Regions from separate parts of the Mus musculus genome. Here regions 1, 2, 3 and 5 are each linked to region 4. The links are chromatin contacts, called in public Hi-C, HiChIP or PLAC-seq and promoter capture Hi-C maps. All regions are on one chromosome and are shown on one strand. The core of a region is the stretch at or near the end of the contact, and the rest is flanking DNA. Distances in the headings are between cores, read along the strand shown.

What was found. Promoter capture Hi-C pulls out the DNA fragments that hold promoters and counts their contacts. Hi-C and Micro-C count contacts between places; a contact is called where the count stands out from the background. HiChIP or PLAC-seq counts read pairs in DNA pulled down with a chosen protein or histone mark.
Region 1: an H3K27ac HiChIP or PLAC-seq map of embryonic stem cells shows a contact between it and region 4, with 10 read pairs. The contact joins the enhancer-like site here to the promoter of Tet2 in region 4. A contact is called at or near these places in 9 of 39 promoter capture datasets (the 3T3-L1 cell line, the HPC-7 cell line, embryonic stem cells and 4 more), 7 of 484 Hi-C or Micro-C datasets (the G1E-ER4 cell line, LSK cells, the N1E-115 cell line and 4 more), 6 of 115 datasets of contacts at active chromatin or transcription factors (embryonic limb bud and embryonic stem cells) and 4 of 9 other capture datasets (adipose tissue, embryonic stem cells, liver and 1 more).
Region 2: a BATF HiChIP or PLAC-seq map of CD8 T cells shows a contact between it and region 4, with 6 read pairs. The contact joins the enhancer-like site here to the promoter of Tet2 in region 4. A contact is called at or near these places in 2 of 39 promoter capture datasets (liver and stem cell-derived epiblast-like cells), 4 of 115 datasets of contacts at active chromatin or transcription factors (CD8 T cells, embryonic stem cells and memory CD8 T cells) and 2 of 9 other capture datasets (liver and pancreatic islet).
Region 3: a contact with region 4 is called in a promoter capture Hi-C map of liver. The contact joins the enhancer-like site here to the promoter of Tet2 in region 4. A contact is called at or near these places in 5 of 39 promoter capture datasets (the C10 cell line, hippocampal neurons, liver and 1 more), 1 of 484 Hi-C or Micro-C datasets (nephron progenitors), 2 of 115 datasets of contacts at active chromatin or transcription factors (bone marrow-derived macrophages and kidney) and 2 of 9 other capture datasets (adipose tissue and pancreatic islet).
Region 5: a Hi-C map of Th1 cells shows a contact between it and region 4, with 1.8 times the contacts expected there. The contact joins the enhancer-like site here to the promoter of Tet2 in region 4. A contact is called at or near these places in 1 of 15 datasets of contacts at CTCF or cohesin (CD8 T cells), 8 of 484 Hi-C or Micro-C datasets (CD8 T cells, the G1E-ER4 cell line, Th1 cells and 3 more), 4 of 115 datasets of contacts at active chromatin or transcription factors (CD8 T cells, embryonic stem cells and memory CD8 T cells) and 1 of 9 other capture datasets (adipose tissue).

What each region holds. Positions count from the first base shown.
Region 1 is chr3:133,355,981-133,361,354 of GRCm38.p6, forward strand. The region is part of intron 7 of Ppa2 (pyrophosphatase (inorganic) 2); the gene reads left to right. Among named protein-coding and RNA genes, the nearest start is that of Ppa2, 49 kb to the left of the region's middle. Within about 2 kb of position 1,796, at least 12 of the 459 cell types and tissues checked have an H3K27ac peak or open chromatin away from gene starts, as enhancers often do. A contact at or near this core is called in embryonic limb bud and embryonic stem cells, where this site is marked.
Region 2 is chr3:133,387,414-133,393,279 of GRCm38.p6, forward strand. No RefSeq gene overlaps it. Among named protein-coding and RNA genes, the nearest start is that of Ppa2, 80 kb to the left of the region's middle. Within about 2 kb of position 2,023, at least 7 of the 459 cell types and tissues checked have an H3K27ac peak or open chromatin away from gene starts, as enhancers often do. A contact at or near this core is called in CD8 T cells, where this site is marked.
Region 3 is chr3:133,720,246-133,726,451 of GRCm38.p6, forward strand. No RefSeq gene overlaps it. Among named protein-coding and RNA genes, the nearest start is that of Gm40153, 60 kb to the left of the region's middle. Within about 2 kb of position 2,511, at least 5 of the 459 cell types and tissues checked have an H3K27ac peak or open chromatin away from gene starts, as enhancers often do. A contact at or near this core is called in kidney and liver, where this site is marked.
Region 4 is chr3:133,543,064-133,548,453 of GRCm38.p6, forward strand. Tet2 (tet methylcytosine dioxygenase 2) reads right to left here and starts at 1,327. Exons shown (of 11, transcript NM_001040400.2): 1 at 1,137-1,327.
Region 5 is chr3:133,408,164-133,413,887 of GRCm38.p6, forward strand. No RefSeq gene overlaps it. Among named protein-coding and RNA genes, the nearest start is that of Ppa2, 100 kb to the left of the region's middle. Within about 2 kb of position 3,203, at least 15 of the 459 cell types and tissues checked have an H3K27ac peak or open chromatin away from gene starts, as enhancers often do. A contact at or near this core is called in CD8 T cells, Th1 cells and memory CD8 T cells, where this site is marked.

The DNA.
Region 1 (5,374 bases), core at 546-3,045, 190 kb before region 4:
AGAGGGTTTTGGTTTTTTTTTTTTTTTTCTCATTTTTAAAAATTAGATATTTCCTTTATTTACATTTCAAATTTTATCCCCTTTCCTCATTTCCCCTTTGAAACTCCCCTCTCCGATTCCCTCTTCCCCTGCTCACCAACCCTCCCACTCCTGCTTCCTGGCCCTGGCATTCCCCTATAGTGGGACATTGAGCCTTCACAGGACCAAGGGCCTCTCCTCTCATTGATGTCCCACAAGGCCATCCTCTGCTACAAATGCGGTTGAAGCCTTGAGTCCCTCCTTGTGTACTCTTTGGTGGGTGGTTTAGCCCCTGGGAGCTCTGGGGGTACTGGTTAGTTAATATTGTTGTTTTTCCCATGGGGCTGCAAACCCCTTTAGCTCCTTGGGTCCATTCTCTAACTCCTCCATTGGGGACCCTGTGCTCAGTCCAATGGATGACTGTGAGCCTCCACTTCTCTGTTTGTCAGGCACTGGCAGAGTCTCTCAGGAGACAGCTATATCAGGCTCCTGTCAGCAAGCACTTGTTGGCATCCACAATAATGTCTGGATTTGGTAGCTGTATATGGGATGGATCCCCAGGTGAGACAGTCACTGGATAACATTTCCTTCAGTTTCTGCTCCAAACTTTACAATTCACAGACCACATGGAGCTCAAGAAGAAGGAACACCACAGTGTGGATACTTTGTTCCTTAGAAGGGGGGGGGGGGGGGGGGCGTGTCAAAGTACCCATGGGAGGAAGATACAGAGACAAAGTTTGGAGCAGAAACTGAAGTTACCAGAGTTTTTAAGTGTTTCAAATGTAGAATTTGAAGGTTCAATTATGAACATTTAAACATCAAATAGACTTCATATGTTCTTTTTATTGTTTTCCAGGACAGGAAATAACATGTAGAAAGTGTGTCGGTTTGGCTATAATTTCACTTCGTATGTGTAAACATGTCTAGTGTCCCTACCATTTTAAAAGATAATTAAATTGTCATGTGCTTGATTTTCTTCTTCCCAGAGTATAATTTAATATTGTCATTGGAAAATAAAGTAAAGGAAGGGGTGATAGATGTAGGGAGGGAGGGATGGAGGTGGGGAGGGAGGGAGGGAGGGAGGTGGGGAGGGAGGGAAGGATGGAGGGAGGGAGGGATGGAGGTGGGGAGGGAGGGAAGGATGGAGGTGGAGAGGGAGGGAAGGATGGAGGTGGGGAGGGAGGGAGGGATGGAGGTGGGAGGGAGAGGATTCAATGGCAGGCCTGAGGCAGAATGTCTCTGCTGACTGCTGTAGCCAGAGGCAGACTGTTAGTGGTGCGCTTTCGTGGGCTCAGGAGGGACAGACAGCGCATCACTCTTGTATTCCTAGAGCTCTAGTGTATTCAGCACATTGCCTTGTGTCTAGGAACAGTGCCAGATGCCTCTAGAGTTATCGATTTATCATTACACAACTTCAATCAAGATGTGCTCCCCCCACCCCTGCCGCCTTTTCTAAGATGCTAGGTGAGGGGAGAGCAACAGTAACGTAACTAAATAAAGCTTCAGCCATTCAAATCCAGTCGGGTTCCAGACCAGGACCTTCACTCCTTGCTCTTCTAAAGTATCAAGTTAGTCAAGTGTTCCTGTAACTTTTGGGAGAGTGGAGACCATTTCCCCCGAGGCAGTGGTGAACTGGTGGTAATTAGAAGTCTGCTAGAGAGAGGGAGCTCTTTTGATGTCTGTCCTTTGATTTCATTAATGGTTTAGAGGCTTGGCTGTGTGCGGAGAGGGTGTGGTATATATCATTAGGAACTAATTACTGGAAGTCTCTTGCTTCTTTTTTGAACCTTGACCCCTGTAGGCTTTAGGGCTGTAGTCACATTCCTATGCTGTGTAACATGGGGGAGGTATGAGTTCTAAAAGGTTCTCATTTCCTTGGGAAAGTCACACAACCCCCAAAACCCTAGAGCCATTCTACAGTTGAGTTGTAGGTTGCCTGCCGCCCTCTTATCCTTGACCCCTGACAGAGGCTTCTAAGTTCCTTTCCTAGCAATACCTTTCACCTGACTTCCTCTGTAAGCAAACTGCAATCTTCAGTGCATTGCTAAAGGAAAGTTTGTTTCCATAATTATTAGCAGTATAGCAGTTACATTGATGGTATTTGCTGAGGTAGTTTCACACCTGCACACATTTAGAATTACAGATCCAACCATGGGACCATGAGACAGATGCCTTGGGAACACAGCACACTTTAGGATTAGCACTGGAGGTTCAGAGGCAGTTTTGGCACCATGCCTGTCTGTCCTTGTAGCAACTTTTTGCAATATGCTTCAAATAAAATTACATTAGAAAAGTACCTACATTTCTTTATACAAGGCCAGGGTATAGTTTTAATTAGGGGTGGGTGACCATTCAGAGTTTCTTATTAACTACTAGTAATGAATATCTATATTTTAGAAAAATAATCTATTTACTCCTATTGAGATTGCTTTCTAATATATTTAGATGTATACAGAGACTTACAGAATATTGTCTTGATTTCCATTTCCATGTGGTAAGTATATTGTTTAATGTAGGCCCGAGTTGGTAAGAGCAGAGTTTGTGGGGCAGGGAGGAGCGTGGAGAACAAAATGAATGCAGGGATGGCGGTGCGCCCAGGCGCATGCGCATGAGACAGAGCCTAGACAACCTGGAGACATGAGAGTCTTCCGAGGTCCTGAGCAAGCAGGGACAGCTATGGAAAGTCATAGCCTGAGTAGGACCCTCCTTGTGCTGCAGAAGGTGCAGGGGGTGCTAGGGACTGGCTGGCTCTGCGTCATAGTGTGGTTATCCCCAACAGCCTTTCTTTTACATAATAGAAGCAAAGAGGGATAGCTTTACACTTATTACCAGGTTTTATCTAAATATAAAAATTCCTCAGTGGGATATATGCCTTCCTTTCCTTGTGTTAAGGTTTGTCGTGAATAATCCAGATAAAAGCCGCAGGGTTTCCCTTCTATACTCTGCGTAAGTATGGGTGGCTCCTAGGTGGTAAGAATGAGGGGATAAGCCCGGGCAGTGGTGGCCCACGCCTTTAATCCCAGCACTTGGGAAGCAGAGGCAGGCGGATTTCTGAGTTTGAGGCCAGCCTGGTCTACAGAGTGAGTTTCAGGACAGCCAGGGCTACACAGAGAAACCCTGTCTCGAAGAAAAAAAAAATAATAATAATATTGGGAGTAACATTTTGTGCTGAACTCTATGCACTGTCCACCACAGTGTATGCATTAAATGTCTTAATTTATATGTGTTTCAAAAATGAACATTTTGAGTGAAATCTGAAAACATCTTCAAAACAGATATATTTTCATTTATTTCAACAGGAGAAAAACACTCAGTTTTGATATTTTAAATGATTATAGTTCTTTAGTGTCAGGAGAATACACTTTATTTTTTATATTTGTGCTGTTTTAATCATAGTTCGCTACATGTCGTTGCTAAGTTGCCAACATATATTCTATTGACGATTTTCTCATTTTAATCTCAGAGGTATCTTGGATCTATTCTTGCCTTTGCATTCCCTTAAACGCCCATATCTTTCTTTTCCGTTGGAGCGGTATTAAACATTTCTCTGGTCTCAGCATCCTGAAACTAAAATTTATCTTCTTCATTGTTTACCAAACATTTTAGAGAAATATTGCTTTAAAGGAGGGTAGAAAACCTCCCCACACTCATTCATTACAAAGACATCTGGATTCTCTCTCTCGGTAAAAGTCATCTACTACTTTCCACTGTTTCCTGACATTTACTCTGTAAACCGGGCTCCCTGTCACCTGGCACCCCCACCTCCTACGTACGCCAGGCTCTTCTGTACATTGGTGGCTTTGCAGATATATCTCTATCACTCAAATGTGCTTTAGCTTTCAAGAGCCAGTCTAAATGTCATCTCTCCTCCAAGCGACTTTGATTCTCTAAGACAAATGTAATCCTTTCCCCACATACAGCATTCTGTTAAACATTTGATCTCACGTGTTTGTAGTTTGTTTCTGTCTGTCCACCTGTGTAAACTGTGAATCCCCTGAAGGGTAGGCCTTTCATTTACTTTGTCTGATGACTTGAGACAGGTCCCATGCGCCCCAGGTAACCTCAGGCTTGCTCTGTAGCCGCAGATGACCTTGAACTTCTGATCCTCTGGCTTTCCCCTCCCAAATGCTGGGATCATGGATGTGCAGTACCACACCCAGTTCATAAGACTCAAACTCAGGGCTTGTCCATACTAGGTGACGAACGGACACTTCTAGCTGAGCTACTTCCCTAGCCCTCCATAGCTGTACATGCAGTCACTTTAGTGCACTTTAAATACAGAGTTTAAGGAGTTCTGACAACTGTATATGTTTGTCCTGATACCAAAGGCTTCTGTCATCCACAAACTCCCTCTTGTCTGTGTATAGCCAATGAGTCCTGTCTTCCTATCCTAACCCTGGAGTAAATATTGTTCTCCTTTCTGACTGATAGCCTTCTCTGGAATGTGCATCAGAGCGGCTCAGGATCAGAGCGCTATCCAGGTGTCTTGTGATGTGAAATATGGCCTTTAGAATATGACTTTTTGTTCTCATACATGTTCTGGAGAGTTGTATGTTGAGCAGAGGAGTGAGGAGTGTGTTCCCTTCCACCACTGTAGGAGCCCTGTGGTGTGCGACAGTAGTGTGTTCCCCTTCATCACTGTAGGAGCCCTGTGGTGTGCGACAGTACACTGTACTTTCATTGCAGAGTGGACATTCAGATTCCCAGTTTGGAGATGATATGAGTATTGAAGTTTTGATGGGAATATGTTTTCACTTTCTATAAGGAAATACTCGGGAATAGGGTCATTAAATCAGATGTAATTATAAGCGTAGCATTGTAGGCGGCTATTAGACTGTACCAGTGCCTTTCCACCAGTGTATGAAAGAGCATGTTACGTGGTTTTTAAAATAATAAAATGCCTGTTAAAATTTCGTAGACTCCACACACATGCACCCATGTAAGGATTGTTTTATATTCACACAGTTTTCATTTCCGTAGCCACTTACTTGCTCCCTTCCAGAAGATTCCCCAGGTCCAAGTCCCCATCTTGACCTCATTTCCCTTCCGTGTAAATATGCCAGGGCTTCTCATAGCCCAGGGCTGTGGTGCACACTGTCTTCATCTTCATGTATCTGAAATTGCACTTTCTTTTATTTTGGAACTATAGTTTCACTGGATATAGTATTTTGAACTAAAAGTTTTGTTTTTTAAGTTCCATAAACACATCTCTTCCTCCCCTCTTCCCTATCTCTATCTCTCTGTCCCTTTCTCTCTGCTGTTTCTAATAAGTCAGTAGCCATTTGTGTTTTGAAAGGATTGTTGTTGCAGGACCCTGGTGACCTTTAATCCCTGCACTTGAGTCACAGAGGCAGGC
Region 2 (5,866 bases), core at 773-3,272, 150 kb before region 4:
ACGGGAGGATCTGGTGTCAGTGACTCTCAAGCAGGAGTCGGGAGGGGCAAAGAGAGAGCTGCCCAGCTCGGTCAAGGAGACTGAGTTCAGGAGACTTTAGTGATTGGAGGGGGAGGGGTTAACTGTCTAGTCCATCCTCAATGGACTAATTATACTGCAATCCGTACTGCTTCATTGAAGCCTGGCGTACAGTCTTCCCTCCTAGTGAAGGCTGCCACACTTGTTACCTCTGCCCATACTCGGTCAGTACCTGCTGGGTAAAGGTGATGATTCTATTAAACCTATGGTAGTTATGGTTCTTAATGCTCTAATCTGTTCATGGCAAGGCGACAAACTGAAACATTCCCTTAGTCTTCAGCTTAGGACACGGTCCGGAAACAGCTGAGTGTGGCATCCTGTGGCCAGTTGACACTGGATCTCAGCCACACAGCTGAGCAACAAATCATGTGATCATTAGAAAAAGCAGAGGGGAGCTGGCGAGATGGCTCAGTGTGTAAGAACACTGACTGCTCTTCCAAAGGTCCTGAGTTCAAATCCCAGCAACCTCGTTGTGTTGAACCACCCGTGATGAGATCTGACACCCTCTTCTGGTGCATCTGAAGACAGCTACAGTGTATTTGTGTATAATAATAAACAAATCTCTGGGCCAGAGCAAGCAGGGACGACTGGAGGGAGCAGGGTTGACCAGAGCGAACAGAGGTTCTAAAAATTCAATTCCCAACAACCACATGAAGGCTCACAACTATCTGTACAGCTACAGTGTACTCACATACATAAAATAAAAAAAATAAATCTTAAAAAAAAAAAAAGGAAGAAAGAAAAGAGCAAGCAAATGGGTCCTTCACGCTGTTCCAGAAGGACTTCCCACAGGAAAAGGGCCCAGCTTAGGATGAAGGAAGCCCAGAGGATGGTCCATCAAAAAAGGGCTTTTTTTGAGAATTGAGACATATTCTTTTTTTTTTTTTTTTTTTTTTTTGGTTTTTCGAGACAGGGTTTCTCTGTATAGTCTTGGCTGTCCTGGAACTCACTTTGTAGACCAGGCTGGCCTCGAACTCAGAAATCCACCTGTCTCTGCCTCCCAAGTGCTGGGATTAAAGGCGTGCGCCACCACCGCCCCAGCGAGACATATTCTAAAGAGGTGAGTGGATTCATTGTGACTTTAGAGAAGTCAGAGGTAATGTAGAATACTGCATGGCTTTTTATGCACTACAACTTGATTTAGAAAGGCTAAAGGGAGAAGATGAGGCCCTGGGTGCCTCTTATCCCTTACCCACCCACCCCCACATACCATCCCCACCCAAAACCTTCCGCTTGTCTTATTCTGAAGGTCTGTGTACTTGTACTTGACTTTTATAAGAAAATACACTTGTATTTTGTAAGAAAACAAACATTTGTGTCAAAAAGTATGTATAAGTATTTTAAGAATAAATAGTAGGTTTCTGGTTCCCCAGATTTACATTTCTCAGGGCTTAGATTGCCGTTGAGATAAATGCCTGGGTCCAGGAGCACCAAAGACCAACCATCTGAGAGAACCACAAGATGGGCGGGGCCAGAAAGACGTGGATTTCTCCTGAGTCTCAAGACAAGAGAAAGTAGTACCTAGATCCTTCTGCAGACCCATTTGTTGAAAAGATGAAGACATAGAACTCTGAGCAGCCAAAGATACCACTTGTTTCAACATGTGCTGCCTGTCCATCTATGGCCTGGACTGTCTCCAGCATGCAAAGGCACATCAGTGATTCTCAACGGAGCTTTCTGTGGCTTCTGGATGCTATTCATGAAGAAGGTTCCCCCTCATCTTTTGGTCTGAATTTCTATCAAGAAAGCAATGGATACATGTTAGGTCCCCACAGCTGGTTCTGTTTTGGGAACCACCACTCTTGAGTTTGCAAGAGGCCAACGCTTGTTGGCCTTTTCTCCAGAAGATGGTTATCAGAATCAGAAGTCAATGGAGACATCAAAGGTTACCATGAAACCTAGACTTGGCCACATGAATTATAATGAAAAGAATTGGCAGTACAGAAAGCTGTGCTTCCTGTCATGAGTAACCCAGGTAAAAGAGTGTACACACAGCACAAAGGACCACAAACAACAGGGCAGGTGGCTTGTCAAAATGGTAGGCATTCAGATGTGGTTTTGTTTGTTTTGTTGTTGTTGTTGTTGTTGTTTTACAAGTTATTGTCAATAATATATTGTTATAAATATATAACCAATTACCAAAATTAGTGTGGTTTACATAAAGAGAGATAGGTCTCTGCTGGGATTACAAGCATCTTAACCTAAGCTGTGCACATGACCATGGAGTCAGAGTGGCCCAGGTAGAGATACACGTAGGTCAAGTAGCTACACGGTGGAATACAGTGGAAAGGTGTCACATCCCAATGTAAAGCCAGGGGCGCTTAGATATGACAACTGGATCCCTTTAGACAGCTTGCTTCCTCAGTAAAGGAAGGCTAAATGCTGACTGCTCAAATTGAGCAACTGGGGAGTCCCACGTGCTACTCTGGGCTTGCTCTGGGTTAGGAAGAGAAAAGTCCGGTCAGTTTCTGCTGGGAAACGGTCCATCGAGATGAACAATATAGATGGTCCGGGGATGGTAAATCATGCATAGAGAATGGCTCAGAAAGCTCTGAATTTGTCCTTGGGAAGAGATGAGTCTAACAAGCTAGAAATGAGTAAGGTCTGCAGAAGCCATTAGACTTGGGGTTTTTGAAAAGATGCCGAGTCGGCCAGAGAGCAGGAAGGTTCAGGTCTCAGACTGAAAATAAAAACGCTTGATGCCTGTCACCAGTAAGAGAGTGTTACCAATCTAAGTTCTAACAAGATAGTAATAATGTTGGAAAAATCACAGTTTGCAGTGTGCTGTACTGAGTTTAGTATGGCTTTCCCAGACTGCTGCATGCGTGGAAAGTTTGGCTCTAAGCCATTCTTGTAGTTGAGAAGCACAAACTATCAGTCATATAGACATGGATTTTAATTTGCCTTATTTACATGCTTGTATAGATTTTCTATTTCCTTGTCAATAAAGTGAAAATAAGAACGTTTCTTGGAGACTATTGTATTGCATTGAAGGTATTAAGTAGTTTCCTTTAGGGTGACCCAGGTAATTTAAGAAGAAAGGAAAACTCACTGTAAGGGTGTAGAATGTCATAGAAACCCAAAAGGACAGGAACCGTGGTGGACCTCAGAAGCAAGTGAGTCCAGGAACTACAAAGAAATGGCAATTCCAAGTCAGTTTGCACCACAGCCAAGTTATCTTTGGATGTTGAATAATTTCATTCTCTGCAGAAGCTTGCAAGTAGAGTCCACATGGTTTCTCCCTTAGGGTATTTGTTGGCTCTAATATATTTTTAAATTTATTTATTATATGTAAGTACACTGTAGCTGTTTTCAGACACTCCAGAAGAGGGCATCAGATTTCGTTACAGATGGTTGTGAGCCACCATGTGGTTGCTGGGATTTGAACTCGGGATCTTCGGAAGAGCAGTCGGCGCTCTTAACCACTGAGCCATCTCGCCAGCCCGGCTCTAATATTTTATCTACAACTAAGTACAAATCCCAACAAGTTGAAATTTGATTGCCATAGCTTACCTGTGTCTATCACTGGTCTACAGAACTCAGATTTAGTGGGTGTACTGGCTGGTTTTGTGTGTCAACTTGACACAGCTGGAGTTATTACACAGAAAGAAGCTTCCTTGAGGAAATGCCTCCATGAGATCCAGCTGTAAGACATTTTTCAATCAGTGATCAAGGTGGGGAGGGCCCATTGTGGGTGGTGCCATCCCTGGGCTGGTGGTCTTGGGAAAGACTATAAGAAAGCAAGCTGAGCAAGCCAGGAGAAGCAAGCCAGTAAGTAGCACCCCTCCATGGGCTCTGCATTAGCTCCTGCCTTCAAGTTCCTATCCTGCTTGAGTTCCTGTCCTGACTTCCTTTGGTGATGAGCAGCAATGTGGAAGTATAAGCTGAATCAACACTTTCCTCCCCAACTTGCTTCTTGGTCACGATGTTTTGTGCAGGAATACAAACCCTGACTAAGATAGTGGGTCAGGCTTTGATCATGTGATACTCTACTCCTGGCTGAGGTGATTGTAAAGATGCAAGTAGGATAAAGGAAGGGTGATGAGAGTTCCCATAACTGAACTGACCTGAGATAAGAGTCAATGAGAGGGTGTACAGAAAGCATCCCGGCTAACACCTGCCTGATATGTGCAAAGACTCCAGAACAGTGTCCACATAGATCACAGCTAAAATCCATGGCATGACATGACTGATGGACAAAGGCCATATATCTTCAACCGCTTCATCCTTCAAATCAATATTTTTCTGCACCTGTTGGAGAATGACAGTCCCAGAACTGGCAATCATGTGATATTTATGAGAAGAAAAAAAAAAAGCTTCCAGATTCAAGTGACTAAAAGATGAAAGAAGGGTTCCAGAAGCTGGTGTTTCTGTGACTCCCATCCTTTACAGAAGGATTCTCATCTGTGGTCTCATTTATGCTCATTTCCTGACCATGCGTTAATAACCAGATGGTAATTTGAAAAGCTACCTGGTACAATGACTACACACATCATTTGAGTGTGTAAAAGACACACGGTTACTGACCAATTTCTTAAAAATGCTTTCCTCTTTCATTGTTATTGATGAGATTATTGGTCTCAGGGGCTAGGAAGTATGAATGGAAGATGTGTGTTTTAGTGATGAAAAAGTGTCTGACATCAGAGAGGAGTTTGGTCTTCATATACCCAAATTCAGGAAATACTCAAGCCACTACCAAAGAAGTGTTATTTCCTTCCTGTGTAAGTTGGGCTGTATTTAGAATTCAAATATTCCCATTTAATTAGAAGAACCAGATGAAATGGTCTTGAGAACAGCTTTCATTTTATGCTGCAGTTAGTGTGGTAGCTATCTAGAGGTGGTAATGTCTAGAGAAGAGTTAGTCCAATAAGCCTCGGTTCTAAAATTGTTATATAAAAAAAATAATGCCAGACAGTTTTCTTTTTGGTATTTCAAGTTATGAGTGTATCAAGATTTTAAATTTCTTCACTTGCTAGAAGAGTTCAAAATCAAAAGTTATAAAGGCAAAAATCGAACTTCTATCTGGAAGATTTTTTAATGAATTCAAGTTCTAGGGGGCAGTACCAAACACACACACCCCTATTCTCACTTACAGGTTTTCACACTTTACTCTGTGAAGCTAATTTCTACTTTAGTCTCAAATCAATATTTTCTTTATTGGTGAGAGCACTAGTGTTGTTGTCATTGCAAAAACAAGGCAATGTCCCTTGCTTTGGGCATCATGAGAAGAAAGGTAGTTGTCTTAGTTAGTGTTTTATTGTTCTCAAGAGACACCATGACCAAGGCAACTCTTACAAAGGACAAATTTTAATTGGGGATGGGTTACAGGCTCAGAGGTTCAGTCCATTATCATTAAGACAGAAGCATGGCAGCATCCAGGCAGATGTGGTACAGAAGGAGCTGAGAGTTCTACATCTTGTCTAAAGGCTACTAGGAAGAGATTGGTCAAGCTCGCCCACATAGTAACAGACTTCCTCCAACAAAGCCATACCTACCCAAACAAGGACACACCTCCTAATAATATCACACCCTGTGGACCAAGAATTAGAACATGTGCCTTCCAGCAAGTTGACTGACAACCTCTGCTATTTAACTGAAAAAAAAAAAAAACTGGGGTGAGCAAGCCTAGTCTTCAGCTGATTTAGCAGATCATCAAGGATCTGTATTTGTCATTCCTGGATCCAGTCAACCCTGCTATTGACTTCATGAAAGTGCCCGAGTTGGACTTGATGAGACCAATTCCTGTCTGAAGTCATGGTGAACACATTAGACTCTTGTCTGCAAGGAT
Region 3 (6,206 bases), core at 1,261-3,760, 180 kb after region 4:
TGAATCTTGAGAGAGAGTGTGTGTGTGTGCTCTGTTCCCTTTAGACTGAACATTCTGAAGTTCTCTTCTTCCTTGTACTTTATCTGGTTGTGGGATTTCTTTTAGCCACCATCTACTACAAAGGAAGATTCTCTAATGAGGGTTGAGAGCTGCACTGATCTATGTGTAAAATTATAAGTCATCAGGAGTCAGTTTAATACTATGTCCCTTTAGTAGAGTAATAACAGTAGTTTCCCTGTTAGAGCCTCTGTTCTTTCTAGCCATTGGTTTTTCACTCAATAATGGTGCCAGGTATGGGTTTTGTTTTGAGGAGTGGGACATAAATCTAACCATAGGGTTGTTGGTTGCTCCCATGATGTTAGTGGCATTATGCCACCAGTTGCCATGTCTTGCCAGGCCAGTAATCACTGTAGTTCACAGGGTTCACAGCTGGGTATAACTGACCATTACTTTTTCTTCTGAGGCCATGCATAGCAACTTCCAGCACAATGAAATATAGCCAATAGGGATGAAGCTTCCAGGTCAGGTCAGTGCCAGCTTGATTTTCTTGTTTCTACTACTCAAGTATGCAATGTCTTCAACAATGGGGTCTAGCTGCCAAATTTTGGAGGGAAACCAAGTGAATTGGCTATAGTCTGTAATTTTTAGGGGTGTATGGCACATCACTATTCTATAGACTCCATCAAGCATTACTGTATTCCATTTAAGTATTCATGTTCAATAGATAGCACTTAGTTGCAATGTTATATGTTCAGTCAATCTAATTGTATAAGACATTGGTATTTTGATGTCTTTTGGATAATAGGGTATATTTACATACTCCAGGCTGTCCTTAAACTATAGCCCAGAGTAACTTTGAATGTATAATCCTATTGCCTCAGCCTCTCAAGTTCTGGGGTTTTAAGTATGTGGTGTCAAGGCCTATCATTGTGTTTTACTGAGAAGGCATATCCTTCCTTTAACAACAGGAAATTTGTCTGTTTGAGGCATGAACAGATTAATAGACTTTATTGTTTATTCTGTTCTTAAGGTGTAATTTTGATGGTTATCTAACATTAGTGATATTGGGATACTGTCCAGATAGAAACTATCAAAGCCTAATAATTTTTGGGACTTTCACATTGTGTACCATGATCACACCCTTTTCCTAGTTCTTACATTTTAACCCATTACTCTTGTGACCCTCCAAATAAAAAATAGAATTAAAATTAAAAAAAATAGAAAAGAAATCCAATTTTTGTTATCTGTATATTCACTGGAGCATGGTTGAACTTTCAGTGCCCTGACCCTTAACAAAAACTGAGTCCTTCCCTACCCACATCTTTAACAAAAACCATCAATTGTGAGGAACTACACATCAGCACCCTTATTGAAATTTTAAAGAGTTCTCTTGATGGCTTCCTGTTCGGACTGTTTCTTCTTAAAGGAGAAGGGGTTGTCACATAATCCTTCCATGTCCCTCTTTCTCAACTGGGTGTCTGCAATCATTGATATCATTGCAAAAGCAGCGTCCTTGCTCGTTACAGTCAGTGGGAGCAGACAGATCACAGACTTACCCATGGCTTCTGGCAAAAGTGTAAACCTGAAACACTGGCCCTGGCTGCAGTAAGACCTCAGGCCCAGACAAGGCCCTTGGAGGAAGCCAGGACCTTGGACACCATCATGGCCTCAGGTGGCAGCACAGGCCACCCCTAGCAATAGCTTGGTCTCAAACTCACCAAATTCTGCCTTCCTCCACCTCCAAGTGCTGGATTAAAGGTGTGTATTGCCATGCCTAGCTAAAGAAGAACATTTTAATATAAATTATCTATTGAAAAAGTATGTACCAGGCATCAAATAAATAATCCAAATATGTTAACTCATTTTACCATCAGAACTTTGAGAAAATAATGTTACTGTTTCCTTATAAATATTTTAGATGATAAGATTGATCTACATTAGATCAGAGAAGGAGAATCACAGAATGGCACAGAATCACAAACTTTGTTCAAGTGAGTTCCTAACAGAAAGCAGCTTTTCAGTATCTGATGTTGATTCTGTTCTAAGCAGAGAAGGTAGTCAGAAAGAAAAGACAGCTATGGAAGAGGGATTCTAAAGGATAGACTTGGTGCCCTGAGAACACAACAGAGATCATAAGGACAGTTCATAGTTCTATCTTCCTCCAGCTTCAGGGATTGTCACTTCACTAGGTGCATGGCCACCTCACCTATATTTGGGGTGTTGAGGGAGGACCTTGATAACTTGGAGATCTGAATGCTGCCATACTCCATGATGTGAGTCAGTAAGCTGGGAATGGGCATGATCTATAGGAGTATAGACCTGCCTCTTTCAGGTTCAGACCATGAAATTTACTCATTGAAGTGCTGCCCTGCAAGGCCATTTCTCTTTGCCCAAGCAAGCCCAAGTTGAAAGAATTCGTGGAAGCTTATTTCCAACTTAGCTATTCTACCATGCTACAGTTTCACCACACAAAGGTTAACCAATAGCTAGGGTTACACATTTAATAAGTGATAGGTCCAGGAGTTATACCAAGCTCTACCTAATACCAGATCTGGGTTATAATTAACCACAGTCCAAAGGGCTTTATTGCCTTTTAATTCATCAGATCAGTCAAGAGAGTGTACTCAATAAGTAATTAATTCATCAGCAATAATTAGAGAATATGCTTATTGTTGGGCATTAGATAGAAAGAACCCCCCACCTCCACTCATTTTACTTTGATAGAAATTTTTAGAAAATGAGAAAAAGAGAATCATTAGGGGAGCTCCTTGGAGGAGGATGGGGGAGACCAGAGGCAGTTATGAGGAGACAGCTTTGTCCATGCTCTGGTGTTTACAGGGGTGAACAATGGGTTAGCCTTGTTTCCTCTTGCGTCTGGTGTAGATGGGAGTTCATTTCAGAGCTGGCTTCATTTGGGACCTATCCTTGGGTATTGACCTGTGCTGTTCTGCAGTGGCTCACTGCGTATTAAGAACTCATTTATTGGTTCATTCTAAAGCTGGAGCTTGTTAAACTCCACTTGGAATGCCACATAATAATACTATAAACAGAAGATTCTAAACAAGAGAAATTCATTTCATCCTGTTCTGCAGGCTAGAAAGCAGTGTGCTGGCAGGCTTAGTAGCCCATGAAAGTCTGTATCTTGGATCTGAGTCTCACTTGGTAAAAGGTGCTAGTTGTCAGTTTGAAATTTCACTTACATGTTTGTTTTCTGTTTCTTGAGCCTGAGACTAGGGGCTTGTACATGAATGGCCTACCATTAAGCTATAAGCCCCAGCCTTATAGACCCTGTAATGAGGGAGCTACATTCACAAACTCTTTACTCCTTTGACCTAATTGCTCTTCAAAGATCTCTCCTAATACCATAATGGTATTAGTAATGTAGTTTTAGTATTTCAACATGTGAGTTTTGTGAATATAAATGATCAGTTATACTAGAGCCCTAAAAGTTGGGGTGCCCTCACTATGCAATTCTTAGGGAGGTCAGCACTTCATCCACGCCAGTATTTTCTGTGAATATAATAAACCACGGTCTGTGGAGTGAAGTCTTCCTGAAGCGTTACACTGTGTGGGAGTCTCAGCATTATTATTCAGCAGAGACATCGAATGAATGCCTAAGAAATGTGGTGCTTACTTGCTTCAATTATTTGCATAGAAAGGGATACCATTTTAAAAATTATGACCATTATATAGTGACCTCTTTTTAAGTATTTTGTAACTTTTAACTTCTATACCAACAATTCAATGGATTGAATTTTAATTCTTAGTGCTTTGAGTTATGGGTGGGATGTCTTATGCCACAAGGCAGCAGACCATTTCTTTTATTGTTATTTATTGTTGAAACATGCTTTGTTAATTAACCTTGTCTCTCTACTAATACAGCTCAATGTGATTTTCATCTGGCTGATGCTTTCCCCCAGTTCTCGACACTTGCCTTCTATCTAAAGAGAGGGGTTGGTATTTTCAATGTTATTATTATCTTAATATCATAAAGGCATATGGTAAGTTTTCGGAAAAAGTAATTGAAATACATTAATAAAATTATCTCCATTAAGAGTTATGTGCCCAATGTAGTTATAGGCTCTTCATCTTTCACTTGGCAGTGCAGATATCTACCATTTTCTGTCACTGGTCAGTCAGAAATTAAATGGCACTTTGGTTTGGCTTGTTGCCATCACAGTGGACATTTCTAACTAGGGATGTGCAGTGAACTAAGATCCGGGAGCTGTATAGCATCACAGAGCTGTGCTAACCATGGCCCTTAGTTGTCTCATCAATACATTGAAACCACTGATATTTCCTTCATGTTCTGATATCTTATAGTTCCCACATTATATACTTCTGGCAGAAGTCACCTCTTTCATTTGAAAGAGGAGCAAAGGACACAAAGATGTAGTTCACCAGAAAGCATTAGAAGGTAGACCAGCTTAAGGGAGTCACAACCTTGACAAGATACCTAGTCTGCAAATTATTTGAAGTTTCATAATTTTGTGGCTTTAACACCAAAGTTAAGTTCAATTAGGGTGACGGTGCATAGCTCTGTGTGAGAAGCAAACTTTGGACATAGGGAAATTCTGAGAAGCCTGAGTCTGGTAAATTTGGAATAGTTCTTTGATATCATAAGGTAGACATTAAAAGAAACAGTTTATGCACACACACACACACACACACACACACACACACACACATTCCTAAGTGCATAAATACAACATGATTAGTCCACATAATGTCACTTATATGTTTGTTTTGCAGCAATTAATGAGAAGAGAGATCATGAATTTGAAAGAGAGTAAGGATCAGTTTATGGGAAGGTTTGGAAAGAGGAAGTGACATAATTATATTATTTGTTTGACATTAATAAAATAAGAGTTGTGTGTATTTCAGGATCATGACTTGGTGTTAAGGCTGGTTTTATGAATACAGCATAGATGTTTTCTTAGTAGTAGAAAGGTTCCTTAAACCATATACTTTGAGATGTATCACCAAAGTAGTGTGAAGAAGCCAGTCTCTGAGTCACTGCCTCACCTCTTCTGAACCATGGTAGCTGAGATTGAGGGAAAAGGCTACAATGGAAGGAAGCTCAGGCCTGGCCTCAGATGCACTTTCCATATGAAGTTTAAGGTCTGGAGGACTTGTGGGGCAACCAGCACAAATAACTGGGGTTAGAGATCTGAAAGAGGTACCAGTCTGAATACAGAGGTCTCTAAAGGCTTTGTTAGTCCATCCTTCCTCATAGCCCACCCCCCAATATTTTTTTTAGCTGAGTTTGAGTTGTTGTTTGTTGTCTTTTTTGTTTTGAAAGAATTTTAATACAAAACCAAACACCAAACAAAATACCCTCCCAAAACACAAAAACACAAAACAAAACACACAAGCAACAGACCGATTTAAAAAAAAAAAAAGCCAAACAAAGCAAAATAAAGCAAAAAAGTCCACAGTGTGTTTTTTGTGTCTTTTGCAAAGCACCAAGGCTACCTGTGGGTCAACGCAATTTTAGAAGCTTTTTCTTGAACTATGAGCCCAGGATGTTGATTTTTGACAGAGCTCTTCTGCAGCTTAGCTTACTTCTTTGAGTAAACACAGCACTAATTAAAACATATTGATCTTTTCATGGTTAAAAAAAAAAGCCAAATATCTTGTACTGCTTTTTATTATATTTTTTCTGTCTGCTTGTTTGTTAGTTTAATGTGAGTGTGTGCTTGCCTGCATCATGTATGTACACTACATGCATGGCTGGTGTTCACAGAGACCCAGAGAAAGCATTGGCTCCCCTAGAGCTCGAGTTATTGATAGTTATGAGATCTCATGTGAACTCTGGGAACCAAACCCAGGGTGTCTGCAAGAGCAATAAGTGTTCTTAACTACTGAGCCACCTCTTTAGCCCTCACTCTCACACCCGTATTTCTTGACTATCAATACAAGTTCACTGTTAAATTGTCTTTTGCTTTTTTTCTTTTCCTGAGAAAATGCACTCAAAACAATTAATCCAGCCTCGTATGTGGAGCTCAAAATATTACTTTCCCATTACTGTTTACAAGGCTGTAGGTCATACTGAGAAGTTATAAATAGTATAAGGTTGCAAAATTGTAAGTAGTATGAGAGTAACTGTGTCATAAGGGAAATGAAATTCAGAACAACAAGGGGTTAAAAAGAAAGCAAACATTCAATTAGTACCTGAGTGGATTCTACAAAAAGTTCTCTGATTC
Region 4 (5,390 bases), core at 77-2,576:
TTTCTAACAGTTAGCAAGCAGGTCTAGGGAAGAGAGTCAAGCTCTGAGTGAAGAGTGAGGAGGGGTGTTTGTGAACGACCAAATAAAAGAGTGAGTGCCAGAGTGAAGGAAATTTGGGATGGGACTTGTTAGAGATCTTCTCTGGGATTGGGTTTCATTTCTTCGGGCGCCCCTGACCTTGCCTTCTCCAACTCCAAACGCTTCGCCCGCCCCCTCCCCCGGCCTGCGCCTGCCTTTGTGTGTGCCTGTCACTTAAGGGGAACAGAACGAGCTGATTCGGGGGCAGCACAAAGCCAACACACAGATTTGCACAGATTCTCTTACACACATTTCCCAAACTGGAAGGCACAGCCCACTCTGAGCTTGTGAACCTTGAGAAAAGTGGGTTCTGGTCTTGTTTCAGGGAGCAGAGAAACTATTCTTTCCCCTCTCACTTAGCGCCAATAACAAAACGCGAGGACTCAAGAGAAAAAAAGAAAGAATGGAAAAAAAAAAAAAAGCCCTCCACGTAGTGGATCCTGAATCTACACACTGTGACATCTGTCTAGTGTAGTCCACGAGGGGACAAACGTGTTGGAAGCCAGAGACACAAACCCAGAACAGGACCCAAACAAGCACTACTGGAGATAAAAGAGTCAAACACACCGGGTCAGTGTTCTTTCCGGGGTGTCTGAGGATGAACTAGGGGCTCCCTGGACTTATACTAAGAACAGGGGAGAGGAGGATCAAAAGAGAAAGTGGTGGTCCCCAAAGATGAACTCTTTCAGGAAGGCAGCCCCAAGAAAACACTCACTTTCCTGAGACTAAAAGGCCAGAAGAGCGGCTGGTGGGAGGTACAAAGGTAAGTTTTCTGGGTACAGAGGGGAGACACGCATTAGCAGGAAGAAGGGACCACAGAAGTGCAGGTCGCAGGAGAAGGGGGTGCTGAATTAAAACTATATTTGTCAGCCATGTTGAAGAAGCTCCTGTAATTTGTGAGGCTTCCCTCTTCCCTCTTAGTATTTGTGGGTGACATGACAGTCCCCGCAAGGCCGAGAGAAAGAGAGGGAGATTGGAAAGGGACCATTCCGCAGCCGTCAAGAGCGAGGAAAGAAAGAGAGAGAGAGAGAGACAGGCGCGGACCTCAGCGCTCTGACCTGGTTCTGGTCCCTCAGCCTCGCAGTCCACCGCCGTCGCAGCCGGGTCTCCTTTCTAACAAATCCTACAGGGCAGCCATCTTGCTTCCTTCTGCTCCTCTACGAAAGCAGCCTCGCCTCCGCATCAATATTCATAAGGCAGTTTGACGTCTGTTCTCTAGGCTCGGCGGGGCCGGCTCTCAGGCGGCCGCCGAGGGGGCGGACGTGACTGGCATGCGAGCGGAGCGGGCGCGAGCGCGGGAGCGGGCCGTGCGCTCGCTCCCTCGCGGAGGCGCGGCGGGACCCGGGGCCGTGCGCTCGCTCCCTCGCGGGGACGCGGCGGGACCCGGGGCCGTGTGCTCGCTCCCTCGCGGAGGCGCGGCGGGACCCGGGGCCGTGCGTTCGCTCCCTCGCGGGGACGCGGCGGGACCCGGGGCCGTGCGCTCGCTCCCTCGCGGGGGCGCGGCGAGTCCCGGCTGCGCGCTCACTCCCTCGCGGGGGGCTAGGGGACCTCCTCTGCTCGGCTCCTCCCCGGCCTTTCCTGAGCCCCGGGTGCCGCCGGCCGCACACCCACGCGTGGGCGGCCTCCGCGCCTCTGTCTCCCGCGGGGGCCGCGTAGGCACTTGGAAACTCTGCGCCCTCCTGCGCGCTCCAGGGGCCCCTGGCTCCCCGCGCTCCCGCTGCCAGCACCTCACCAGTCGTCTCCCCACTCGCCCCCACACCCTGCCACCCCCTTCCCTGTCGCCCAGCCAAGCCGCTCCCCATTTCCCCAAAGGCCGTGCCGGGAGAGCTAGAGGGGCCTGGGCGCTAAAGTCTCCACTCTGCAGCAATCCGGCGGCGCCGGGGCTCTCCCCGCCCAGGCCCACCTTCTGTTTACTTTGGCCACGTGGGCCGCGCAGGGGGTGCTGTCTCGCAGAGCCCAGAGGAGCGGTGTCACCGAGCCCCTGCTTGTCACTCGAAAGAATTAAGCCAGCAGTTTCTAATGTTCAAGGCGCCCCCGTAAGTTCCTCTATTTTGCACAAATTTCCACTCCGTACGGTAAAGTAATGAAGAAACCGCCTTGTGGGAAGCTGAATTCCGAACAAGCAGAGAGCGCTCAGTTTTCCCTGAAGTTCAAGGCTTGTGCGCACCAGCTCTTCTGCTGGCACTTCCGTTTTTTAAACTTACATTTTAAATGTTCCTTTTGGTAATTATTAACTTTTGAAGATGAGATCGAGGCAAATTCATAGGAATCATGAGACAGTAGTTTAGGAAATTTGTGCTCACACATCCACCCACCCTCCTCCTGTCTTCAAGTTTTCAGTCACTGAATGTTACGTTTTAATAGGTAATCTGGGAACCTCTTCTGTGGGATCGGTTGCGTTCACAGCAACCTTAAGTCTACTTTAACACTATTATATTGTCTGTAATGCACCCTTTCTTTGTGTGTGTGTGTGGGTGGGTGTTCTTTAGAAATGAGGCCTGGAACCAACTAACTCTCTCTCTAACTCTCTCTCTCTCTCTCTCTCTCTCTCTCTCTCTCTCACACACACACACACACACACACACACACACACCACATAAATTTTGAAAAGAAAGAGCAGACCTGCAATCACAGCATTTAGAAGTCTGAGGCAGTAGGATGTCTGACAGTTTGAATTTAGCTGGGTATTGTAGTTAGATTGTTTCAAGAAGAAAGGAAGGAAAAGAAAGGAGAGAGAGAGAAAAGAAGGAGGAGGAGGAGGAAGAAGAAGGAAGGAAGGAAGGAAGGAAGGAAGGAAGGAAGGAAGGAAGAAGAAGAAGCAAATAGCCATAACATTTTCCCTTAATTTCATGAAATGTAAACACTTCCTCTTTGTAAAATCTCATAGATGTATGTACTCACACAGGAAAGGCCAGGACCTCTATGTGGCACATTGTTACTCTGTGTTACATTGTTGCAGAGAAGATTGCCTAAAGTAAGTTCTAAGGAAACAATGTTTCTTCCATTTAGAAACAGTTACCAAGGTGTGATCTCACAAATCAGTAATCAAAATATTTACCTGGGCTCTACAGCACCTTATTTTTAAATTATTTTTTTTTTCTTTTTGAGGCTGGGTCTCACTGTGTGGCACTGGTTCATCTGAAACTATGTAGACCAGTTGGCTTAGACTCTGTCTTAGTCAGGGTTTCTATTCCTGCACAAACATCATGACCAAGAAGCAAGTTGGGGAGGAAAGGGTTTATTCAACTCACACTTCCACATTGCTGTTCATCACTAAAGGAAGTCAGGACTGAAACTCAAGCAGGCCAGGAAGCAGGAGCTGATGCAGAGGCCATGGAGGGATGTTCTTTACTGGCTTGCTTCCCCTGGCTTGCTCAACCTGCTCTCTTATAGAACCAAGACTACCAGCCCAGAGATGGCACCACCCACAAGGGGACCTCCCTGTTTGATCACTAATTGAGAAAATGCCTTACAGCTGGATCTCATGGAGGCATTTCCTCAACTGAAACTCCTTTCTCTGTGATAACTCCAGCCTGTGTTAAGTTGACACAAAACTAGCCAATACAGACTCAATAGAAATCAGCTTGCCTTGTTCACCTGCTTTGTCTGGCCTTTTAAAAAAATTATGATTATTAATTAATTAGTTTATTTGTATGAGTGTTTTGCTGGTGTGTATATCTGTGTACTGTGTGTTGGCCTGGTGCCCAGGAGGTCAAGGAGTGGGAGTCAGTTACAGATGATTTTGAGCTGCTGTGTGGGTGCTGGGAACTAAGACTAGGTCCTCTGCAAGAACAAGTGCTCTTTCTTAACCTCGGAGCCATCTCTCCAGGCTCGTTTCTATTTGTTTACCAAGCACTGCCAAGAGTCTGTTGAGTTCCTGTGGAAATCCAAAACTGCCAGCTAGTGACCAGAGCTAAAATAGCCATACTATTCCTGTTGAGGACTTCCTCAAAACCAGAGTCATTGTCAGAGTTAAAGTTTAGCAGGGGCAGCCTCTGAAGCCTCACCAGTGTCTACAGTGCCCCTAGAAGCCAGCTTTGGAATCCTCCGAGGATTATCTAGGCAAGCCTGTTGTTTGGTCCTGTGTTCTGTCTGCCTTTTCTGCTCAGAGAAGCTCAAGCCATGGTGACAGGCCTGTGATCCAGGAGCTTGGGACGGAAGGATGACCTGCCCATGGTCATACTCACGTGGCTACACTGGATTCTAGGCCAGTCTGGGATACACGAGACCCTGTCTTAAACAAAATCCCCATTTAGAAACTGAAATTCTCATCATAGTTCAGGAGTCTTGCCCTGGCTATTCGGCATTTAATGTCTGATGCATTGAGAGTCAGAGCACACTCAGGACTAACCCAGGGGTAGGAAGTAATAGGATTCCCATCCTACCACAGCCTGGCCCAGAACGAAGGGCAGCAGATACTATGACCCACATGTGCTGACCTTCATCTTGACTTCTCTTCAAGGCTAAACTCTGGAAGCTTTTGGAAAGCTGGCCAGCAGGTGTTAGAAGGCATGTAAAAGGTGCTTGCCACTGAGTAGAGCAACCGGGCTTTGATTTCCAGAGCCCTCGTGGAGATGGAATGAGAGAACTGATTTACTAAGTTGTCATATGGCCACTACAATTTTGCTGTGATACACACATGCACACACATACACAAATAAGAAATATTATTTTATAAATAAGGTGTGTAGGGATGGGGAGATGGCACATCGGGTAAGAAGAGCACTGACTGCTCTTCCGAAGGTCCTGAGTTCAAATCCCAGCAACCACATGGTGGCTCACAACTACCCATAATGAGATCTGACGCCCTCTTCTGGTGTGTTTGAAGACAGCAACAGTGTACTTATAATACTAAATAAATCATTTGGCTGGAGTGAGTGGGGCACCGACCGGAGCGAGGTTAACCGGAGTGAGCAGAGGTCCTAAATTCAATTCCCAACAACCACATGAAGGCTCACAACTACCTGTACAGCTACAGTGTATTCCTATAGGTAAAATAAATAAATAAATCTTAAATAATAAATAAGGTGTGTGGGGGCATGATTGTTGAGTGCACACACCCATGTATCAGAATGCAGGAGGAGAACACAGGACTTCCATACTCTCCCTTCCTATTCAGGTTCCTGTACCTCACCTTAGTTTAGTCATTAGGCCTGACTGCTGGGGATGGCATGCAGTTAGTCTTAAAGGACCCAGTATCCCTGCCTGCACCCTTTCACAGACTGCCACCAATTCCATTTCCCAGTGAGAACCTGGCTCCTAACAGCACTAGTTGCACACTGGACTTATGTCTTAAAGGGCAAGGAGTTATG
Region 5 (5,724 bases), core at 1,953-4,452, 130 kb before region 4:
GGACTGAAGTGACCCTACTGCCTCAGCCTCTTGAGTAGTTAGGACCATGCATGCCAACATGCCCAGCTCAATCCAGACCCAATTGCTATTACCTTCCTATATTACTTCATATGTGGTTATCTTTTCCTATTGAGTTATACATCCATCACAGTGTGGCAGAATAGTACAATGAAAGCAAGGTAATTTTGCCAAAGTTTAATGAACTTTGTTAATAAATCATAACTGTTTATTCAGTTGACGCCCATTGAGTTCATACTATAAGCCAGATACATTCCTAGGACTGCCCTTACAATCATTTCTGGGTTTACTTACTTTACAGAATTATATACCATAAAGTAATTGAGTAAAATCTGAGCTAGTATAGCATCACCATGGTCATTATTTGGCATGGTATTTGCAAAGTCAGAGATGCCAAACCAGAGTAGACATAAAAAGCCAATTCAAATGCAATTTATATGTTAAATAAACAAGAGATATTTTCAGTATTGTTATATTTTAAATGCTGCAAAGAAACTATATTAAAATATTATCCAGCTGCCTGAGCACATAATTTTCAGTTCTCATACTTGCCTATCCAACTGCAGCTAAATGAAAGGCAAGACATAGCCAGATGTAGAGGCACTCTCCTTTAGTATTGGCACTTGGAGGCAAAATCAGGTGGAACTCTATGAATTCAAGGCAAATCAGGTGTACGTAGTGAGACATACACTTCAAAAAAATTTAAAAATTAAAAAGATTGTCATCCTTTGAGGAACCTGGAAGAGTATGTTCTGAGGGTCTCTGGTCCAACCAGAAGTAGGCCAAGTGTTAACAGCTCTTAGAAGGGAAGCCAGGTTTGGGCAGCTCAAGCTCAGAAGGAAGCAAGGGTCCCAGGTCTCATCTGCTACCATGGCTGTAGCCTGTGGCATGAGCCTGACCAGCCAGGTGGGTCTGAGATCAAGCAATGAATGCTTCAGTAGAGAAAACTCTTCACCAAGTGTTTATACTCAGTAAAACAGCCACTCTCAGACAAAATCTTGGGGCAATAACTCACATACTTTATCCCATGTGGATAGGGGCCCTATAAACATTGAAGGGGTAGGGTAAGATCCAGGGACAGATCCTTCCCATTGGTTCACTTTGAGATGCTAATGATGCTCTATTTGCGTGGGGAAGGACTTCAGGTGTTTTCCCTATGTGACTGACTGTTGTGGGCCTCGCAGTGGGATGCAATGTTTATGTGTTCTATACCAGATACAGTTAGGCAAGAAGATGGCCCTACTCCCACCATTCTCAATTCTGAGATTCACTGGGTTTGGGCTCACTCAACCTTACCAGGTCTTCTGTCTGGTGGCATGGTTGACTTGCCCCACAAAAGATGGCTATTGTTTGTAACTAATCAACTGAAAAGGCTCAGCAAAAATTAAGTTAAATGGATGACTATAAAGTATAATCTCTAATATGTTTCTTGTGTTTTATTTGTTTTAAAGAGAGAGGGAGAAGGAACATAGAGTTGAGTGTGTAGAGCAGTAAGGAGGACCGGAGGAACTGGGGCGCAGAAAAAACATGATCAAAATGTATGGAAAAAAGACCCCTTTAATTAAAAGAATGGTTTATAAATAGCATGAATGTGAGGGATAAATAATTGCTTTATATATGCTATATTGTTAATCATATAGAACATTATATAGGAACTTAAATTTGAATGAAGTAATTTTGCAGAAAGCAGAAAAAGTACCTAACGCTCCATGCTTTTCTAGCTATTGACTGAAGCTCATTATAAAATACAATGAACCATATACAAATGAAATATAAAAATGAAAGTTGCTTAGAGATGCTCTCATGCTGTAACCATGAGAGGTGAGAGGTGTGGGACGATTCTTGAAAACATGTATAGATACATGCTAAATTTAGATTTCAACATGTGTGTGTGTGTGTCTGTTTGGGTGTGGGTGTAGGTGTGTGTATGTGTGTTGGGGGTAGGGCATTGAATGCTTGTAGAGACCAGGGAACAACTACTGGCTCTCTCCTTCCACCACATGGGTCCAAGGAATTGAACTTGTCAGACTTGGCAGCTCATTGAGCCAGTTCCCTGGACCATTGTTTATTTCTTATTGCTGGAACTGCCTCCTTGCTCAATCACTAAGGTGGATGATCATAGAGTCTGTAGCTTCCTTTACTAAGACCCATCCTGCTCAGCCTCTCCTAGGGACGGTGGCTTTCTCAGCCTATGGATCTGCATTTCTCTTTGGCGCTTGTGGTTGGATTTCCCTAGGCAACTGTGTGTGAGATGAGGCTGCAATGATGGGTACTGGCTTTGACGTGACTGCTGACCTTGCGTCTCATCTTGACTTCCCGTGTCCTTTCATGATCACTCTTTCTAGGCTTCTTTGGTGAGGAGGACTGATGGCATCGTGATCCTGTAGCCCCACAAATTCTGCCTCACTTTTGGTGCCTGCCATCATTTCCCCCTGCACAGGCAGGTTTGAAAACCCTGGGAGGGTTCCCATATGCCATTGGGTAGGAACCTTGACTTGGTATTGCATGAACTTGACAGGTATGCATGAAGTCAGGTGTGGTATCACATGCCAATCTGCTATCATAGCTTTGGGAGTGTAGAGCAAGAGGATCGAGCATTAGAGGCCAGGCTGAATTACATAACAAGGCCCTGTCTCAAAAAATCCAAAAACAATAGGGCTGGCTTTGTTGTACCTTGCCTCAAGGAAGCTCTCCAATACCCTCTTCTTCCTTGCACTATTCTGGTCATCTCCTGGTAAGTGGTCCTCAAGAGCAAGAGGCATTCCTAGTGGCTACAGTTGACTGTGTAGTTACTTCTGTGAACTGGAATCATTAGGGCCTGTGATATGGGTTGTTACCTCACCCTTTCTCCTTCACTGAACACCGAGCCTCAGCCTTTTCTAGCTCCTATACCATGAAGGTACTTCTTTGGGGTCATTCTCTGGGCCATCTGATGAACAAATACATTTTTATTGATGTCATTTCTGTTGGTAAAACTATATCCATTTATTTCATTGGGCTAATTTACTGTTCATCAAATTTCTTTGGAAAGATGACCCGCTGGGCATGCACTGTGAACAGAAGGCTACTCTGTGTGCCACTGGCTACAGATGGTGCCAGCCTCAGTGGCTACACCCCTGAGGTGGCACGGGAGCATCAGACAGCTGCTGTGCCTCTGTCTTGTGGCTCTGTATAAGGTGACAGTGACCGGTGCAGCTGCAGCAGTTGCTGCATCCTCCTCTGGTGTAACAGTAACAAGGTGGGGGTGCTACACATCTGTTCCTGTTGCTAATCACGCTGTATTAGGTGTTTCAGGCACTCCAGGGATATGAAGCATATGGACAGGTATGCATAGGCTGTATACAGATCCAATTAAATAAGGAACTTGAGCATGTGACTATTTTAATGTCACTGAGATTCTGGGACTAATCTCACATGGATAATAAATGGGCTTAAATATCTACTAGACTTTAATAGGAAAGTGTTGTGGACTTGTTATTTGAAGAGTTAACATCTAATGCCACTAACTGTACTGTTTGGCAAAAGAACCTTTTTGTTGATGGCATTATATGACATCGTAAGGGTGGGATCCTCTGTGTAGGACTTTGTGTTCTCATAAGAAGGGACATCAGCATATCTTTTCTATATTGCTTTATCTCCTAGGACAAAATATGCTTCTTTTATATTCAGTGGGAAACCCTATAAAGTGTTTATTTGGAGGCAAGAGGTACCCTTTGAAGCTACTCTGAGTGCAGCCTCATTTCTCTTTAACTTTCTGGCTTGCCACTTCCTACACCGTGTGGGTGGGGTTCTCGCTTGATGATGTTACTGGTAAGTTGAGCACATCCTGAGATGATGGGCTTAGATGTTATGGAAAGTGGCTCCTGGGACAAGAGGAGCTCATCGCTATTGCTACAGGGCTCGTTCCATCTTAGTGAACTAGCTAAGTACGTTCAAAAGTGCTCGTTTACGAGGTGGGTTGATTACCTTAACCCGCTCCATCTCTGACTCAAAACAATGCTATTTTTAAACTTTTATTGACACATTTGGTTTAGATGCTATTGATGTGTTGGATTTTTATAAATTAGAGATCTGACAGTCCTGTTACTTTTTTATCTTTAATTTTCTCGTTTACAGTAGTTAGTACTTTGTGTAGGTATAAAGGCAAATACTTTCCGTACTGAACTCATTAAGGCAAATTACCTTCATGTAGAGAGAAGCTCTCTCAAGACCTATGTTACGATCTGTTGTAAAGGAAATACTTCCAATTTACTGGGTGTTGGCTTAGAGATAAACAAAAAAAGGGAAAAAATTTAAAACCTTTTATCTTACCGTTAACACATTAACTCTTTATAACTCATCGTGTTTATCTTTTATTAGATGAGGGATGTACCTGAGTCCTGGCTACCAACAGAGAAATAGGTAACCAATAAATAACCAATCAATGCCAGTAAGGGGGATCCTGAGCTTTTGAAGTTTCGGGTAAATTTTGTTCAAATTCTATTTGCCAGTTGGTGTGCCCTCAGATGCTCCACAGAATTACAAAGACTTCCAAAAATTATTTTCTTACACTCACCTGTATTCATCAGTCTTAGCAAGCTATTATAAGCTGCTCACATCGTCCTCATTTTTTTCCATGTAAAGTTCTGTTAGACACATGAAACTCAAGAAGAACGAAGACCAAAGTGTGGACACTTTGTCCCTTCTTAGAATTGGGAACAAAACACCCATAGAAGACAAAGTTTGGAGCTGAGACAAAAGGATGGACCATCTAGAGACTGCCATACCCAGGGATCCATCCCATAATTAGCCTCCAAACACTGACACCATTGAATACACTAGCAAGATTTTGCTGAAAGGACCCTGATATAGCTGTCTCTATGCTGGGGCCTAGCAAACACATAAGTAGATGCTCACAGTCAGCTATTGGATGGAACACAGGGCCCCCAATTGAGGAGCTAGAGAAAGCACCCAAGGAGCTGAAGGGGTCTGCAACCCTATAGGTGGAACAACAATATGAACTAACCAGTACCCCCCGGAGCTCGTGTCTCTAGGTGCATATGTAGCAGAAGATGGCCTAGTCGGACATCATTGGGAAGAGAGGACCCTTGGTCTTGCAAACTTTATATGCCTCAGTACAGGGGAACACCAGGGCCAAGAAGTGGGAGTGGGTGGGTAGGGGAGTGGAGGAGGGAGGATATGGGGAACTTTTGGAATAGCGTTGGAAATGTAAATGAAGAAAATACCTAATAAATAAAAAATATTCTTTTTTTTTTTTTTTTTTTTTTTTAGGTTTTTCGAGACAGGGTTTCTCTGTGTAGCCCTGGCTGTCCTGGAACTCACTCTGTAGACCAGGCTGGCCTCGAACTCAGAAATCTGCCTGCCTCTGCCTCCCAAGTGCTAGGATTAAAGGCGTGCGCCACCACGAAAAAATATTCTTGATGACGTGAAGATTCATAGAGAGAAATCCACTCCTAATCTCCCCCATCTCCTTCAGGTTCTCCTACTTTCTAAGGACCCAGACCTCTGACATGAGAATGTCTTGTGATCCTCAGACCCCCACAAGTAGTATGGACATGTTCATTAGACCCCTTCTATAGGGTATGGTCTTTCACTGTTGCCTGTCTCCTGCCACCTGGGATCAAGAAGAATCCAGTCTCCATTTCACTAATGGGTAACAATGTAACGTTACTGATATTTGTGCAGGAGGCAATAGTAGTCCCAATT